Regions from separate parts of the Rattus norvegicus genome. Here region 1 is linked to region 2. Evidence: chromatin contacts called from public HiChIP or PLAC-seq data. All regions are on one chromosome and are shown on one strand. Each heading gives the region's core, a stretch centred on a gene start, on an enhancer-like site or on the middle of the called end of the contact. The rest is flanking DNA. Distances are from core to core; before and after follow the strand shown.

The links. HiChIP or PLAC-seq counts read pairs in DNA pulled down with a chosen protein or histone mark.
Region 1: an H3K27ac HiChIP or PLAC-seq map of oligodendrocytes shows a contact between it and region 2, with 4 times the contacts expected there. The contact joins the promoter of Ubqln2 here to the promoter of Kctd12b in region 2. A contact is called at or near these places in 2 of 12 Hi-C or Micro-C datasets (the A7r5 cell line and the Rat2 cell line) and 1 of 1 datasets of contacts at active chromatin or transcription factors (oligodendrocytes).

The regions. Positions count from the first base shown.
Region 1 is chrX:21,229,927-21,236,137 of GRCr8, forward strand. It overlaps Ubqln2 (ubiquilin 2), which reads right to left and starts at 2,302. Exons shown (of 1, transcript NM_001108251.2): 1 at 1-2,302. The coding sequence starts at 2,014. The coding sequence ends at 98.
Region 2 is chrX:20,985,204-20,992,166 of GRCr8, forward strand. Kctd12b (potassium channel tetramerisation domain containing 12b) reads left to right here and starts at 3,850. Exons shown (of 3, transcript XM_006256771.5): 1 at 3,850-4,081; 2 at 4,483-4,532.

The sequences.
Region 1 (6,211 bases), core at 1,052-3,551, 240 kb after region 2:
GAATCAAAATAAAAGTAAAGCACGATTTTGTGTGTTTAAAGATTTAAGAGCCATTATCAAAAATAAGATACATTTTTTTCAAGGTACAGAAACGGAATTAGGATGGCTGAGAGCCCAGCAGCCTCTCAATGGCCGCGTTGATGTCGCCTCCTGTTGCTATTAGGGCCTGCAAGTTTGCTTCGCGGTTTAAGAACCCCATGGCGTTGAGCTGTTCCAGTTGCTGCTGAAATCTCACTTCAGGATTCGGCGGCTGTGGAGGACTTCCTCCAGTGAGAGCCTGCACCATTTGCTGAATGAACTGCTGGCTGGGTCCAGATTCTGATGTTGGACTTATGGTTTCAGTAGGTGCAGAGCTGGACACAGTGGTTGCAGGCGGGATCCCGGTGCCGGTCGAGCCAGGGGAGCTGGCAGGGCCAGTGGGTCCTATAGGCCCGATGGGGCCTATGGGGGTGAAAGGAACGATAGGACCGATGGGCCCTATGGGAGTGACTGGGCCCACAGGGGTTATGGCCGTTCCCAGCACTCCCACCCCCACACCTGGAGTGAAGCCTGGAATGAGGCCAGGTGCTTCAGTGGCTAGTGTCTGTAGCCCCTGCTGGATCTGCAGTAGCGCTTGCATCGCTCTCGGGTTTGACATGGCCGCGATGGTTTCTGGACTCTGCATCTGCTGCAGGAAATTCGGGAGCTGTGGACGCATCTGCTCCTGCAGCTGAGGATTCGCCGTAAACAGTGGGCTACTCAGCATCATCTGGGCAGCCATATCTGGATTCTGGCTCAGCGACTGCATCATGCTTCTCATGTAGGGTGCAGACAGCATATTCTGAATCAGCTGGGGATTTTCAGTTATCTGCTGCAGCAGGCTCTGCATTCCTGGGGTGCTGAAGATGCTGGCCACATAATTAGCTGCAGCCATGGTGTTCCCGGCCGTAGTGCTGCTGGTGTTGCTGCCAGCCACAGTGCCACTGCTTGTGGTCGTGGTGGTGGTCGTCGCAGAGGTCTGGGTAGTTGGCGGTGGTGCCCAAGGATTAGGCAGCGGATCCCGATTCTCCGTGCGGGAAGGCTGAGTACCTTCCCCTGAGGAGGAACTGCTCCCCACCGTGGCAAACGGATTGCCCCCAAACTGCTCCTGTGCGGCATTCAGCATGGGTTCTTGAATGTCAGTGTACATGCGCCGCAGAGCATTGTAGCCACCTGGGATGCTTTCGAGATTACTGAGAGCCAGGTCTTGATTTCTCATCATCTCTTGCATCATGGCAGGATTCCTGGCGATTTCGAGAGTCTGCCTCATTATATCTGGGTTGTTCAGTAGGTGGCTGATTTCTGGGTTTCTCTGGATCAATTGTTGCATCTGTGGATTGGCCATGATGAGCTGCCTCATCAGATCAGGATTCGAAAGCATGCTCTGAACAAAGGGATTTTCCATGATCTGGATCATCATCTCGGGGCTGGCCAAGAGCTGCTGCTGCATCTGGTTCTGAAGCTCGGTGAAGTTGGACGAGTTCAAACCCAGGTTACCAAGGCTGGCAAGGCTTCCGAGCCCCAAGTTGCTGCTATTTGTGGTAGTAGCTGTGGTGCTACACCTGGGAGCCGATGATGTAGTCGCCGCCGGCGGCGCCGCCGCCGTGGTGGTGGTCGTGGTCGTCGTGCTCGTTCCCGCAGTAGTGCTGGGCTGCGTGGTGGCCTGGCCCTGCGGACGGTTCTGGCTTTTGATAACCAGGTGAACAGTCAGTCCATCATGGATGCCATGCTGGATCAAGGTGTCTTGATCTTTCAGGATTTTTCCAGCGAAAATCAGCACGAGCTGATCGGTTTGCGATTTGAAGCGTTTAGAAATCGCTTCCTTGAACTGCTGCACGGTGCTGTTCTCGGGCACCGCGAACTCCTCCTTCTCTTTGGGGGTCTTCACAGTGACTTTGATGATTTTGGGCTCGGCTGGCGGGTTGGCCGCGCCTGGGGCCGCAGCAGGGCCGCGGGAGGGGCGCGGGGGGCCGCTGCTCTCGCCGTTCTCAGCCATGGCGGCCGCGGTGACGCAGGCTCACAGGGAAGGCGCTGGCGAGCGAAGAGGGCGCGAGGGAAGGAGGCGCCGCGGCAGCGGACTGGGGCGGCCCGGCGGGCAGTGCGGAACACAGTACCTCAGAGATGAGGGCTGCGGCTCCTCCCGGTCGTCGGCTGCGCACTCGGTTCGGCGTAGGCCTCGGCTAAGGGCTGAGAGAGCAGGTCCTGCAGGCCGTCTCTGCCGCCGCCGCCTTGTGATCTGCCCGCGCGCACTCCCAGCGACTCCTGCAGCTGCGGCGCCCGCGCTCCCGCCCCGTCCCGCCCCCGGCCGCGCCCCGCCCCCTGCTGACGCGGCGCCAGCCCAGCGAGCGTCTCGCAGCCGAGCGCAAAACTCCTGCCCTGCAGAGGAGGGGGGGCGAAGAGGGGAGAGGGAGAGGGAGGGAGAAATAAACAAAGAGAGGGGGAAAGGGAAGGAAAAGGAAGGAGGCTGGAGAGAAAAGCGAGGGGACCGAGGCGAGGCGAGGGGGGGAAGGGAGGAGGCCGGGAGGTGGAAGAGGGAGGCAGCTTCTTTAGCAGCCTCTGAAAGACCAATGGAGAATGTGGGTTCGCAATCTGGGAGGCAGTGAAAGGATGAAAGCCTGAATTGAACCGATCCCAGGCAAAGGACGAAAAATGAATAGTAAAGAACTCTGACAAAGCAAAAAGGGAGAACGAGCACCCGAGTGGGGGAAGGGAAGGCATGGCGGGAGCGAGCATTTTACAAAAGGAGCCTAAAAACGACCAACAGGCTTCTGAAAATATGAGGCTCGCTCCTAATCAAAGGGATTCAAATAAAACAATGAGATTTTTTCCTTCGGGTTTATCATATTGGCGCCGATGAAAGAGAACGTTAAACCTTGTTGACCAGGAGCCGAGAAAATGCACTCTCATGCTAGTCGTAGTAGGAATTGTAATCGGGCAGTTTGAAAATACAAATGGACATTTTAAGTATTTGCACCTTTGTTTAGAAAGACCTAATAATCGATTCTAAAATCATATATATACATATATATATATATACACATACAACGTAGCATTTATAAACACAGCGTTTAGCTAGTTAAATGTGTCTGTAGCAGGAATACTATGATTTTGCCATACAATAAAATAATCCCTGTGTCTAAAAGATGGTGGCTAATTCATGTAGTATTACGTGTCTCTAAAAGAATACATTAAATGCACTGTAGTTAGGAGGAAATAATAGACGATATTTGGGGTTATATTTTCTATGGATTTATGTTTTTCTTAACAAATGGAAATAATACAGGCGTGTAGGTGTCAGTATCAAAAAGCTTGTAGACTATATGTGTGAAAAATAAATCTGAAGGGTGAGACTCCATTATGATAAAGGTAATTATTAATAGGAGATGAGATTGTGAATAAGGCTTATTTTTTATTTTTATAAGACTTTCAATTTTATGGATAAATATGCATTGCATTTATGATTTTTAAAAACTACAAATATATTTTCAGACAAAAATAAAGGTAAAAATTGACAGGCACACAATCGTGGCAGAAATGAACATAATCATTACAGATTAAATAAAGAAAATAAAAATGGAGTATTAGTGATATAGAAAACCTGAATTATAAAAGAAATAATTCTGAAATCATTTATGTTTATTTCTCTTGCTTTGAACACAGAAAATCCTTTTCCCATACAAAAACCTAGTGATGATTTAACAGCATTTCAAAATCATTACATCACAAATACCTCAATAAATCTCAGTGTAAAACAAAATATAGAGTCATTATGTCCATGAATTAGTATAAAAATGATCATATATACTAGGTCTCATACTAATATAATATACAATGAAAAGTGAACTTGCTTTAAATACAAATCTCAAAACATAATTAATTGACACACATCAAATGTAAATATCTATGGTGTTTAAAACATATGTTCGTATGTATGCAAAATATTATATTAGCTAGACAGGCTGGACTGTGGCTCACTGACGGAGCACATGCCTACCGTGTGTAAAGAGACCCTGGATTCAATGCCTAGAACTGAAAAAAAAGAAAAGAAAACAAGAGAAAATAAATGGGCAAGAGGCAGTCATCCTAAACATCTAGCCACAAGGAAGAGGAAATGGTACAGGATTCAAGACAATGACTACACAGAACTGGAGTTAGAGCTGTAAAAATGTGCTTTGTCTCTAAAATATAGGCAAACATGACAAGCTACCAGTAATGGCTGATTTTAGATAGTAACAGTTCACATCTGTTTACAATGTGTTTAACTTTACTGAAAATAAAGAGAAATTTAATATTATATCACAGGTTATCTTTAATCACCCTTAAAGGTAAATACTATTAACAAAAATGGGGAAGAAGAAAACACTTAAAATTTAAAGAAAACTAAAGACTTTTGAGACAGAACAAATTGAAATTCTTAGTAGAATGAATTGATGAGCATAATTATAATGAGAATATATGTCTCAATAATTGCCATAAGATTACTCTATAGGTAGTTTAAGGAACTTGGTACTAATAGACATTTCTAGGCCCCACTGAAATAAGTGGTGAACAAGAATCTGCATTTTTAGCAGGTTCACCTTTAATAACATTTGATTTATGGGGTATTATGTGAATGAACTCCGATTCAAATTTATACATTTTAAGGCTTTAAATGCCAAATAATAGCAAAAATAAGTGTATTAGACATTCAAATAAAGGAGACAACAGAGAAACCAGAAAAAGGTACCTAACATGCCAGCCATAAAATGAAAACAGCAAAGATAAACAAACAATATTCCTCTTCCTTCATCCTTTTCTCTTGCTGCAACATTTTCCTTTTTGTGAGATACTAGAAAGACATTTTATCTTGTTTAAATATGAAAGCAATGGATCACACCATCTATAAAGCTGCAAAAGAGCTGAGCCAGAGTATATACAAAGTCCCACGGTTCCATCCGCAGCACCACAAAAATCAAAAAAAAAGTAAAGATGTGAAAGACAGTGTAATGCTGGAGCTTGACAGAGCTGCTACAGAATGCTTAAGTCTGCTCTTCATAAGCATTACCTGAATTACTTTTAATAGCTATGGCAGGAAACAAGAACTTCATATTCCTCTGGGAAATGAAGGCCAACTTGATAACCAGTACTGAAAATATACTGAAACATTCAATTTTACTGAGCACTTCTAGGTTATGGCTGTATCCTAAAAACCTAAGTCCTGCATTAGTAAAATGCATTGTCTACCTGGAGTGGATCTACAGAACTCAAAGAAAATTCTTATCATTCTTCACTCTTGTGGATGCACATGGCAGAAAATTAATAATCATCATCATCACCATCACCATCATCATCATCATCATCATCATCATCATCATCGTCATCATCATCCCGTTACAACTAGAGAAACAGTTATGTAAAGAGGGCAAGATGTGAGTCAATGACATTGGAATAAAAACTCTACCACAGTCACGGATAGCTGTGTGATGTTAGAACAGTAATCATTTCTCTATAGTGTAAGTTCTCTACCAGCTACAATGGGACAAAGAAACATGTTCTTAAAGCTGCACTAGTTCATGAGAGAGAGAGAGAGACAGACAGACAGACAGAAACATAGGGAGACAGAGATAGACAGAGACAGAGAGATAGTGACAGAGAGAGAAACAGACACAAAGAAGGTAATTACTGTTATATTTCCCTTTGGGAAAATAAGAACAATGAGATAAATTTACTCTTGGAAAATCAAATTACACAATTAAATCTAAAAATAACAAATGACACAAAAGAGCAAATGTACAATTTACTTAGCACATAGTCTGCTCTGGGGTGATATTTTCTACCTTCATGCTCACTGCAATCTTTTAATAATTTTTGCTTTGTTCATTTACTTTATATATAAATAAGCAATGTGCAAGTCAGTCTTTCTTGAACTCCCAGAAATTCTAGTGTTGCATATCCACTTTAATCTCTGGGATGTAAGTTATGAACTGGCAATTCATGTGCTGTCTTTGGCCTGCCAACACCTAAAACTTGGCAAGTTTCCCAAACAGAGATTTATGACTTCAGTTTCAAAACTAGATGATCTGGTTACATTGGGTTCATACCATGCCATAATTTGCCTGGAGGTGAATAGTGGCTACATTCTTTAGATAAGGTGTGAATGCTGATTTGCAAGTTGGCTACCATTGAGCTTTATTGATTTTCTTATCAGGTTGGG
Region 2 (6,963 bases), core at 2,600-5,099:
GACCACTAACTTTCACCAACTTTAAAGCTAAAAATGTTGTAAGAAAGCATCAGATACATACAGAAGAAAAATTCTAGGCTACTGTAATCTCTGGCTTGATGAGCCAATTAATGCCTTTGGTATGGAACTGTAGAAGTTCATGTTATCTCATTCACATCATTTCAAAGAAGCTATGTTCCTGGTCTATGGGCATTCATATTTGATTGGCTCGGAATAAACTACTTTGTACTCCTTGTACTAAGAGCTGGCTTCTGTCTGAACAGAGAGGCATGGTATGATCCTTTGACCCTATATATAGATAGAATATATGCGTGTACATATTTTTATATATGCATATATGCATATATACATAGAATATATATACACACACACATATATATTACTTCAGTTTTGTTTCTCTAGACAACTCTAATACAACAGTCTTTTTTTAAAAAAAAAGGGTCTCTGCTCATGCACAACCCGTGTCTTTCTATATTCACTGCTACAATTTCTTTTACAGCATTTTTTAATGTACTCACTACTTCAACATTGGCATTACCAAATTTCTATTCTTGATTTTATGTTCTCCAAACATGCCATGTATTCTATATCTCCATATGTTACATCTGATGTGTGACTCAAACAATTTTAGAGCATTGTGTTAGAATCTTTTAAAATAAGACTAGAAAACACTGTAGACTTTTTTTATATTAAAGAAGCTCTAAGAGATATATATGGTTTTAGAGATATTTATGTACAAAATAAATGCCACTATACCATGGCAGGAGTGATGGTAGAGAGGTGTACAAAAAGATGGAGGGAATTATCTAGAAGGAAGGAAATTTAATATAATCGGAGGTAACAGGGACGCTCTCTGGAGGAATTGAGACAAGAGGTAAATTTGAAACAATGAGTAGGACTTAGCCAGACACAAGAAAGCATGACGACTATAAGTAATTTAGGTAAATGATATACATGCACACATACGTGCACTCGTGTGTGTGTGTGTGTGTGTGTGTGTGTGTGTGTGTCTGTGTGTGTGTTATAATGATTGATGTAAATGTGCTCATTCCATGGTGAGCAGTATTCCTGAGTAATGGACTGTTACCTAGAAGTGTAAAATATGTAAAATGAAATAAATTTTTTGCTCCACAACTTGCATTTAGACATGATGTTTTATTTCAACAATAAAATCCTTAAGGCAGAAATTGAATTTTTCTCCACAGTGACCATAAGGAAGATAATGTTTGGAGTGCAGGAGATACTTGAAGGCATGTCTTGGCGCTGCTATGTCCTGTGACCAAAGTCAGTGGGAAACTACAATAACCTAATCCAGGCAGGATGACAAAGGGCACAGACACTTCGATAATAACTGCATGGGTAGCAGGAGAACAACTAAGAACTGCTGAGGTGTTTGCTGGGGATGGAGGAAGTACACAATGGGCAGTAGAGGACAGTATTATAAATACCAACCAAGGCCATGAGATCAGTTGAAGAAACAAAACTTGTAATTGACATGAATATTTCTGCCCTATTTTTGTTAAGAACATGTTTGTGCATAAATACACACATGTTTAGCAGATATTTGGGTTCAGGATGTAGGTGTTAAGGTGTGAAAATTCCCCCTACAAAGAACGACACAGCCTTGATAGCCACACATTATCTATAATGAACAAAAAGATCATTTTGTCAAGTGACTTAGAAGTTAATGATCGTACTCCATTAATTTTAAATTCAGATGAGCACTGTGGGAATTTTGCAGATCCCTTTTCCACTATAATTTTTTTCGTACGACAATCTGCTCAGAACTCCCACTCCTCCAAAAGCAACAGCAATTCTAAGAGATATTCTCCAGATTCAATCAAAACACGAGTCAAACTTGGAAGCAGTTAAAGCAGTGCCAGCCAAGAAAGGATTTTTGAAAGCATCTGAGATACTGGTGTTGTTTGAGAGACTTTTCCAGGGGGGAGGAAATGTGATACATATACACATATGCATGTGTACACACACACACACACACACACACACACGCACGCACGCACGCACGCACGCACGCACACACACACACACATTCAGAGAGGGGGGAATGAGAATAAAGGGGGAAAAAAGCAATGACTTACAGTCAACACTATTGTCTATTTAGCTGCCACTTGGAAATTTGGCCCTATACTCGTCAGAGGAAACTGTATCTTTCCCTAGCCCAGACAATGCATTAAAATAGATTTAGTTAATGGTATTACATTTTACTTGCATATATCATAATCAAGGTGAATATGATCTGTAGGAATGTCTGGGAATACAGGTAAATTTTCTAGGGAGGATTTTACTACTTTAAAAAGAAATGTCTAACTTAAAATAGGTCATTTGGTCTCAGAATTAAAAAGACCAAGCTGCTTTAGATTGTAAACACAGTCTTTTTTAATAACTTCTGTTTCTTTAGAATTTATTGCATATACATTGAATATGTGAAGCAGCCAATGCCCATTTGGAAGGGCATTGTTTACATGTCAAAAACAGTGTCTTAGTTAGGTTTCTACTGCTGTGATAAAGACCATGACCTCAGAAACAAAACTATTTATTTCATCTTCTACTTCTAAGTCACAGTTCATCAATAAAGAAAGTTAGGGAAGGAATCTTGACAGGAACCAAAGCACAGTCCATGGAAAAAACATTTCTTTCTAGCTTGCTCCCCATGGCTTTCTCAGCCTTCTTATGCAACCCAGACTCAACCTGCTTAGAGGTGGCACCATGCACAGTGGGCTGAGCCCTCCCACATCAGTTATTAATCAAGAAAATGCCCCCTGCAGACTTGCCTACAGGGCAATCTGAGGTTGACAAATCTTGAATTAAGATTCCAGATATTTCTAGGTGTATGTCAAGTTCTACCTGTAAGTATATCCTCACTCCAAATTGAACCATTTTAAAACTCATCTCTCAGAAAGGACTATTTGACTGAGAAAAAACTTTAAGATTTAGAGAGGCATAGCCCAGTTTTGAGAAGAAATCCACATTTCAAGCCAATGATTTCATTGGTGCTTAGAGAAAGAAATGCAAACACAATGAAATAACTTAGATGGATAAGTGGTTCAGTTTTTAGTCGGGTTTATACCACATCTGGACAACATTAACTAGGATTTTTGGAGTGAGGTAGCCTAATGTCTTGACTCTAGCATTTTTAAAAAAGTTGAATGTAGTGGCTAATACATGGTGTCCCCTCCCCTGTCTTTGTTAACACTGTCCTTTCTGCCTGCCATGCTAATCATGTCTTTCTGCTTGTGGCTAATTCCTATGCATCCGGTAAAACTTCGTTATTCCCCCAGGAAGCCTTCAGATTTCCCTAGATAGCCCCAGAATGCTTCCTTTCTGTTCCTACAATACTGTGCTTTTTCTCATCCATAGCAGTATCATACTTACAGTGCTTATTTCTTCTCAAGAAAGGAAAAAAAATGTGTCTAGTATTTCTTTATTCTCAGCTCTCAGCATACTATCTGACACTCAGGATTCTGTGTGTTAAAGTAAGCATATTTAATATTAAGTTCGGAATCCAACCAATTCTTTATTGAAAAGAATGTGATTGTGGTTGCCCATAGCTGTGATCCTGGTACTCCTGGTACACCAAACGCTGTAAATTTCAATGCTAGCCTGGAGTATGTAAGAAGGCCCTGTTTCAGAAACAAACAAACAAACAAACAAACAAACAACAAGCCCCTTACAAATCCTTTATGTAGTTGTGACTGCAAAATGTTTACTTGCTCTGCTGTAACCAAGATGAACAAAATTTCTTCCCTCACCGTCACCACTACCTTTGTTTCTTGCCCCCTCCCCGTTCCGTGCCTTCTCTCTGCTTTGCTTCTTTTCAGGCTGCAGAATAGAGCTGGAGGCTGGCTAGGCTGGAGAGGAAGTCAAGTATGTCATAGCAGGGGAGGAGGGTCTACGGGACTGCTAGTTTTAAAGAGGAAAACTCAAATCAAGCACCAAAACACACAGCAAGGGAGAGGAGAGGAAGAACAGAAAAGCTCTGTGGAGCTGAGCCCTCACAGCACTGAGGCAGACAGGCACTGAGGCTCGGCTTGGCAGTACCTGAGTGGCTCAAGACTCAAAGGTAACTATTTTACCACCCTGCTTTCTTGTCTTTTCTTTCCAGTCCATTGCTTCTGGAATTCCGGACCTTCTGGATTTGAGCTGGGGCTAGGCGTCTGTTGTTTCTCGATTGAGAGATCTGTGAAGCCTATGACTAGAAAGCAGTTTAGAGTTCCAAAAGCATCCAGAGCTCTTTCTGAGGAGGGAATTCAGAAAATTCAGATTGCTTTCGAGAATCTGGTGAATTTTTAAAGTATTTTGATTGACTTTATTGTATCTGGGTGCTAACATTTTCTTTTATGAGCAGACAAAAAGTCACAGACACAAGCTAGTTGGAAGCAAAAGGGGATAGTGCTGAAGCAAATAATTGGTTCTTAATTCTTCTCACTTGAAGTTGTTTTCTCCCTTTGCTTACACTTGCAGTTTAGCTGTTAACTCCTTTCTTGGAACTCTAACTTGGAGCAGTATAAAAGGTGGGCATCACTTTTCTATTTTAAATGTGTGGGTTTGTTCTTACAAACAAGTAAATATTTAAAACACACTGGTTTAAAAGAGGAGAGAGACAGAAGCCAAGAGACAGAGAAAAGAAAGTGAAGGATTCCAGAAGAAAATGGAGGGCGGTAAGAAAGAGGGATTAGGACACAGGGATTTAAAGCTTAATAAAATGGAAAGCTGGTTGTTTATAAAGTGTCTGGTTTTCCTCAGAAATGTCTTCCTGCATATTTTCTGGCAGTCACACATTTTGACGAGCTTACAGTATGATGTACTTTGCTACAGCTGACTTTTGTCTTTGAAAACCATGGATCTTGGTTACAAGTAGAATTATTCAGAGCCAGAAAGGGAGCGATACATGAGCTAGTTCCTTACCACCTTTGAAATGCTAGAATATACAGCTCGGTTTTTCTGGGCTTGGCATACAGCTGCTTTTACCGGTCTTCTCTGCAGCCTGAGTTAAGCCCTTTATTAAATGTCACCTCATTTACAGGGACTCTTATTTCTTTGATTAACTGAGGGCACTACCAACAAACCCTTAGCAGCCTCCGGTTTATTCATGAAAGAGAATAAATGAGCCGTTTCAGGGTTTCTTAAAAGGCTGCCCGCTGCCCACCCCCAGAACCCCCACAAAGGAGGAAAAAGCATTTCCAAAACTGACTGCCAGTTAGATTAAGAGAACTCTTTGTGTTTGTTGCTTGTCTGTTTCCCCATAAGCAAAGCCAGTTTAACAGAAATCATTGGGTTGGAGAAAGGGAGAAAAAAGTTATACGGGAAGCTTTATGTGTAAAAAAAGAATTTTTTACATTGCAAACACATAAAGAAAAATAAACATCTTCCTGTTTGGGGAGTATGCCCTTCTTGAATTAGTGCTATAATGTATGCACAAGGGGCTGTTTTGCGCTAGATATGTTCAATATTACAGAAACCACTTCCATTTTCTTTCTAACAGAAAGAAAAAATCAAATCAAATCAAAACAAAAACCAACCAACCCAAAACCACTCACAGATTAAGGTTCCTAGCTATGAGTAATATCAAATGTAGCTTTTCACAGTAATGCTTCTATACCTATATTTAAAAACGTCTGAGAAAGGCAGCAGCTGAAGTTCCAGTGCAGTTTCATCCTGACTTTTGTTCTGATTTCTGCTCCCAGAATAAAGGCTCTGTCCTTTTGAAAGTAGCTAACATTGTTTTGTTAACCAGAGTGGCAAACAGACCACTCAGTTTGACTCCCTAGAACAGTGACTCTCACCCTTCCTGATGCTGCAACTCTTTAATATAGTTCCTAATGTTGTAGTGACGCCCAAACAAGAAATTATTTTTGTTGCTACTACATAATTAATTTTGCTACTGTTATGAATCATAATGTAAGTATCTGATATACAGGACATCTGATATGTGACCCTCAAGGGTGTCATGGCCCACAGGTTGAGAACCACTGCCCTAGCTTGACTATAGTTCTGATTCATAAGATTTTGGATCATTGGCTTATAACTGAAATTTTCAGGTCAGAAGTCTGGTTTCTGGCAGTCTTCGCATGCCCTCCACCCCCAGCTATACTATCAGCATATGACAGAGGAACAAGTAATTGTGAAAACAGAGAGATTTCTTCAGAGAATTCACTCTGAGAAGAGGGGGACTTGATATTAAGGGTAAGAGACATGTATAATGAAGCAGCCCTAGTCAAGATGCACTCTGCTTGACCATTTCAGCTCTCTTCCTGTAAGACGACGTGAAGAAACGCTTACTGCGTGGAAGGAATCAATGTGGTTCTTCTTATTATCTCTGCTCCTAAGTGTACTGTTATGGATTATTCTCCTTTGCTGGAGGATGATTCCAGAGGAAAGGTTAAAGAAAAAGATTTATCTGAGTACCTTCAGCCAAAGTAAAGGAGGCAAAGAGATACAGAATGAAGGCAGAGACGTCAAACTTTTACCTTGGTTTCAATTAATCTTGTGGGTCCAGTGAGTCAATTTTTTTGAGCAAGAATGGTTTCTAAGTGCCAATTTCAAGTTGATTTTTTACAAAACTATATCTAAAACAACACAGAAGAAAAAATAATTATTTTTTTAATTTGCCATAAAATTATCTGTTTGTACAATGGGGGAAAACATCTTCAACTTTTGATAATGTTTTTTGGAAGAATACCACTTTTTGTATTCAGAAATCTGCAAAATCAATTACATTTCATATATATATACATATATATATATATTCAAGATGAACTTCTATAAATGGCTTTCTTCTCACATCTCTGAGATTATGACATTCTTGGCATTATTATACCATGTGTTTGTTGGTGATTTTTCTCACCATTCAATAGTTACTCTAACCTTCCTACTGGCCAGCCTCCCAGTGATGCTTATCCAAAGAAGTATAATCAAGATTACATTGTATCTGAGGACAAATTA